Regions from separate parts of the Sus scrofa genome. Here region 2 is linked to region 1. Evidence: chromatin contacts called from public Hi-C data. All regions are on one chromosome and are shown on one strand. Each heading gives the region's core, a stretch centred on a gene start, on an enhancer-like site or on the middle of the called end of the contact. The rest is flanking DNA. Distances are from core to core; before and after follow the strand shown.

Region 1 (2,700 bases), core at 3-2,502:
CCAGAGGCACGTATATTAGATTTGCACTTCCATAACGTCAACGTAATAAATGCCTCTTGAATAGACCGGCACACACACAAGTTTCCCAAAAGCTCCAGTGGCTTAAGTACACAAACGGAAATAAAAATCGCAAGCAGCAGTGCCATGGTGGGGAAAAAAAGACCGATCTGGAAGTTAAGAAACCTTGGTTTGGTCTCCAAGCTCAACAACTAACTCCCAGAGTGACCTTGGACAAATCTGTCTCTCTAGGCCTCACTTTCGTTATCTTTACGAGAGAACTTGAAGTCTCTCTCATAGTATTAACTCTGTCCCAACTTCTGAGAGTCGAAGTAAGCTGCTGACTGCCAATAATCAATGCCAGAAAACACAGGAAACCAGTTAAATGGGTCAGAGTCCCCGAAGAGGAGACAGTGGCCAGAGGGGAAAGGGACGTGGACCCTGACCCAGAAGAGCGAGGCGCTAGATTGGGGGGGGGGGGGCGCCCGGAGGTGTCAGCGGGAGGGCCGGAGGTGGGACCGCCGGCTCCCGGCCGGACGGGAGGTGGAGTCGAGGTTCTCGCGTGCATTGTCCCCGGGAGGGAGCCATGTTTCCTCCTCCCCGGCACTCCCAGATGGCGGCCGGGGGCGCGGAGCCTCAGCAGAAAGCCCGTGGTCTGGAGGGCAAGCGGAGGCGGGAAGGGAGAAGCTCCGGCCCGGGTAGGCCTGTCCCAGGAGCTGCGGCCCAGACGGCGGCGGGGGGAAGTAGGGTCCCCACAGCGACGGTTCCGGGCTGCGCGCCTCTCACCCCCACGTCGGTTGGAGCGAAAGAGGCAACATGCCCAACCACGGGCTGGGTCGGTGGCGGGCAGGCCGCATCGGCCTCCTGTGCAGCTGCAGGCGGGCAGCAGAGCAGAGAGAAGCAGTCCCCGGCCCCGCGACCTCCCAGGCCTCGGGCCGCCCCAGCCCGGCGCGCCCCGATCCCCTACTCACCGTTGGCGCGTTTGAGGGCATTTTCCGGCCTCTGGAAGTAGGCCGGCATCTTGGCGGCAGGCTCAGCTCACCCGGCGTTAGCGAACTCCTTAGGGGCCCGGGCCGGGAGAGGAGACGAAGGGGAACCAGCGCGAGGCTCCACGCGCCTCGCCAGCAGTCGCCCGCGCCCAGCCGGCCAGAGACGGAAAGGAAGAAGCCACGTGACCCCCGCGCGGCGGCGCCGCCGCCGCCGAGGCCCCGGATGTAGAGGCGGGTCTCCGCGCACGCACCGCCTCTCCCCGCGCGCAGGCGCGTTGGCGTCACGCGTGCCCGCTGACGTGGCGATGGCAGGCGTCCTTGAGTTCCGTCGCCTCTTCGGGACTCCGCTGGGAAACGTTAGGGAGCCGGTTGTCAGGCCTTTCGCTCCTGGAGCGAAAATCGGAGTGGGCAAGGTGAGAGTTGGGTCAGAGCTTCTGGCTGGCGAGAAGGCAGGTGTCTGCATAGAGTCGTCCCTAACTTGATTTATGCAAAGTTTTTCGAAGTTACCGTCAGGTCGCTCTGCCTAGGGAATGGCCTGACTTGGCTGCATTAATTGCCAGATTGGTTCATTTAACAAAAATACGTTGGGCAGATATTAGGCCAGCAATACTTGCCACTGGGAGATTGTGGTGACCTGTCACATGGCAGACTAGCATGAGGAGGGATGTAATAAATAACTAAACAAATAAGCGATCTTATTTCATATCTAGGTAAAATTTTAAAGCTGGTGACACAGAGGTTGCCTGGTCCCTCAGAGAAGGCGAGTTTTGAGCCGAGACCTGAAGGATGGGAATAGACTGTTAACAACAGTCTGACAGGGGACAAAAAGACCTGCAGCAAAACAGACCCTCAAAATATTTGAAAATATATGCGAGTGTTGTTGCCTTTATATTCAGCACATATCGTAAACACATGTAGGAAAAATGAGTGTTAGTGAAAAAAATCCATATATAACAGGCCCTTTGTTACAGTCTTATTATTGATTAATAATTTTAATGTGAAAACATTGTACGTAGAACTTGAAAGCCATTTACACTGAAGCTAACCATTCAAGCCTTGTGTGAAATTAAGATGAGTTCAGAAGAAAAATTCAGAAAGCACCAGTGGAATAAATTGTTGCAAATTTATTACGCATTTTGTAATAATAGATGGGATATGTGAATTGAGAGAGTGCTACATTAAGGAGTGAGGAAACTACAGTACCTGCGCACAGAAAGCATTTCCCCTGCATTCCTTTGCCTCATAAAAAAAGATTGTTCTATTTAACTTTATCACTGTGAAGAAAGAAAATTTCTCTTTTCTTTGTTGGGGCCCTGTGTGCAGTGGCTGCAAACAGCAGCCTGCCAGGTGATGTCTGCAGTTTGTCGCTTGTCTGGGTTGCCCTAGGGGATATAGGAGACAACCCTTTCCAGTGGACATTCATGATAGGCATGCTGTCCCCTATGTAGGCTCCAGACAGGTATGCCCCAGTGCCTTTGCAAAGCCCAGGGCACAGTGGCCAGGGTCCACATTGCTCAAGTTATAATGTCCACCTGCACCAAAGCTGCAGAACAAGGATCCCTATGCAAGGCCAAGTTCAAGTTTGCTGGCCGCCAGAAGAGCCACATCTCCAAGAAGTGGAGATGTACTAAGTATAATGAGGATAAATTTGAAAACATGGTGACAGAAAAGCAGCTTATCCCGGATGGCTTTGTGGTCAAAAGATCCCTAACGG
Region 2 (2,700 bases), core at 142-2,641, 84 kb after region 1:
GCTCAGTGGGTCAGTGATCTAGTGCTGCTGTGAGCGGTGGTGTAGGTCGAAGACTCAGCTCGGATCCCACGTGGCTGTGGCTGTGGCGTAGGCCGGCAGCTGTAGCTCTGATTTGACCCCAGCCTGGGAACTTCCATATGCTGCGGGTGCGGCCCTAAAAAGCAAAAATAAATAAGTAAATAAATAAAGGTAACGATATGAAGAGATATGTTCATTACTTTGACTGTATTTATCATTTCATTATGTATATGTACATGGAATCATAATGTACACTTCAAATACATATAACTTTTATTTTAAAATATATATAAATAAATGAAGGGGGGAAAAAGACTGCAAGGGAGCTCCCTGGTAGCTCAGCAGGTTAAGGATCTGGCATGGTCACTGCAGGGGACCGAGTTCAATCCCTGGACCTGGAACTTCAGCATGCTGTGGGTGCAGCCAAAAAAAAAAAAAAAGACTGCAAGGCAGGGGGGATTTATAAAAACACAAAGACTCCATGCTTTTAACAGCAACCCAGAGGATTAAAAAACCAAGGAGACTTGGCCAGGCCCTTTTCCAGCAGAACTTCTGAACTTGTTCTACAATGTCAAGGTTTTCCTTGGAAAAGACAAGGCCCTTTCAAGCTCTACAGAGAAGCAAACAAATAGAGCAAAGTTCAGCCTCTGGGAGAGTTTGGACAGGGCTCAAGGCAAAGGTTTGCTTAACTTCAGTGTTTGGCGTGACTCAGGACCAGCCTGCGTTGAACCCCAGCATGAGAAAGGGGAGAGCGGACAGCAAGAGGGTACCAGGCTTTGCGAGAGAAAAATAGCAGGGCCGGCTGGCCCTGGAGAGTAAGGAAAAAGTGCCTTTTGCACGTAAGCCCTTTGGTTACTTGAACATTTTGGTTTTCATCCAGCACTTAAGTGGATGCTCACGGAAACCTTGAGATAGGCAGGCATCATTCTATGTTGAGTTAGGAAAGTTAACAGGTTCAGAAAGACGAAGAAGTCACTTGTTCAAGGTCATAGAGTCGGTCCCAGAACGGAATCAAGGGCCAGGTCGCCTGCCTCCAGAGCCAGGTGCTCAGGTGGAGAGGGGACTGGGGACCCACGACTAGGAGGGAAGAGGGATTTGGGTAGGGGACCGCGAGGTGGGGTGGGGGAAGGGCAGTTATGCGCACGCGCAGGGAGCCTTCCCTAGAAGAGGAGGCCTCAGGTCCGTTACCCTCTGACATCCTCAGAGAGGGTGAAAGACCCCCAGGCCGCAAGGGAGCGGGATCCCATTTGAAAAGCACGTTCTCGGAGCCACCTCAGTGCCTCCGCGCCTGTGCCCCGCCAGCAGCCACTCACCGAAGCCCGGAGCAACCTTCCCGCCGCCGCCGCCGCCGCCGCCGCCATCTTCGGTGCGCACTGGGGCCTCGGGCCAGAGAAGCAAAGAAGGCGGGATCTACGGGGGCGTGGCCAGATGGGCGGGGCCTCGGCGGGCAGGGAGGGGCCTGGGTTGCAGCCCTGGCCAGGGATGGAGCCGGGAGCCAGGACCCGGAGTCCTATGCCCTCGCCGCCTTTTGGGCACCCTCTGGCTGTAAACGTCCCAATCGCTGGGTCCCTCGGCCCGGCTTCCGGTTGGGATAATTCCCGTTAAAGCTTCTAAGTAGCTAAATGCTTGTGAAAGCGACACTTTGTTTCTGTTTGTTGCCCCAACCTCTAGGACTAATCCAGGCAGGAAGCTAGATATTTCTATACTTGTTACTTTTTTGTTAACCTCCGTGGATTATTGTTGCAGTAAAAGGATCCGTTTCCTATTTCGACCACAGGCTTCTGCACGAAATGGCATTAGTTATCAATGAAATTTTAGCCGATTAATAAGCAGAGTGGGTCAGACCCTGCAAGGCTTTGTTGTCCTGAAAATCCCTGGATGATGCGTGAGCTCCCATTTTGGTTTCCCTTCACAACAATGGGGGAATTGGGACAAATTTAAAATGTGTTTTCTCTCAATTAGTAAAGCCAAGTGCTCAGGGGGAACATGGTACTTTGAAGCAAGTTCATTAAACATGATAAAAATCATACAGTGGCCTTACAGTAAGTGTGACAAAATGTAAACTCTAAGTGGGCATTTTCCAAAGGCCAAGCCTGTTATCTGAAAAACTGGATCCACCTCTTGGTGGATATGGAGCCAAAAGACACAACCCAGGCAAAGATCTGGAGAAGGAAGCATTTATTACTTGCTGCAAGTAAAGAAAACATGGAGGATCTGTCCCAAAGCAGTATCTCCTCAAACAGCCAGATTTGGTTAGTTTTAAGCTAAGGGAACATGCATATTCAAGAAGGGGCTTGGGTGGCAGACAGAATCCAAACTTTAGTTCATATGTTTTTGTTTGTTTGTTTTTTCTTTTTAGGACCGCACTGCAACATATGGAAGTTCCCAGGCTAAGGGTGAAATTGGAACTGCAGCTGCAGGCCTATGCCACAGCCAAGGCAATGTTAGATCTAAACTACATCTTCAACCTATGATGCAGCTTGCAGCAATGCCAGATCCTTAACCCACTGAGTGAGGCCAGGGATTGAACCTACCTTCTCATGGACGCTATGTCACGTCTTAACCTGCTGAGCCACATCGGAAACTCCCCAAGCTGTAGTTGATTGAAGTCATGAGAGTCAGAAAAGGTCAACATTATCCCTTAGGTTCCAGTTGGTCTGGCAGTTGAGGGCCTTAGGCCAA

What was found. A called contact is a pair of places that touch in the nucleus more often than the background predicts.
Region 2: a contact with region 1 is called in a Hi-C map of skeletal muscle, with 3 times the contacts expected there. The contact joins the promoter of PRDX3 here to the promoter of FAM45A in region 1. A contact is called at or near these places in 7 of 47 Hi-C or Micro-C datasets (fetal liver, heart right ventricle, liver and 2 more) and 1 of 2 datasets of contacts at active chromatin or transcription factors (alveolar macrophages).

What each region holds. Positions count from the first base shown.
Region 1 is chr14:129,005,957-129,008,656 of Sscrofa11.1, forward strand. It overlaps FAM45A (protein FAM45A), which reads left to right and starts at 1,253. Exons shown (of 9, transcript XM_013983795.2): 1 at 1,253-1,399. It overlaps EIF3A (eukaryotic translation initiation factor 3 subunit A), which reads right to left and starts at 1,212. Exons shown (of 22, transcript XM_001928342.6): 1 at 969-1,212. The coding sequence starts at 1,017.
Region 2 is chr14:129,089,399-129,092,098 of Sscrofa11.1, forward strand. PRDX3 (peroxiredoxin 3) reads right to left here and starts at 1,392. Exons shown (of 7, transcript NM_001244531.1): 1 at 1,332-1,392. The coding sequence starts at 1,379.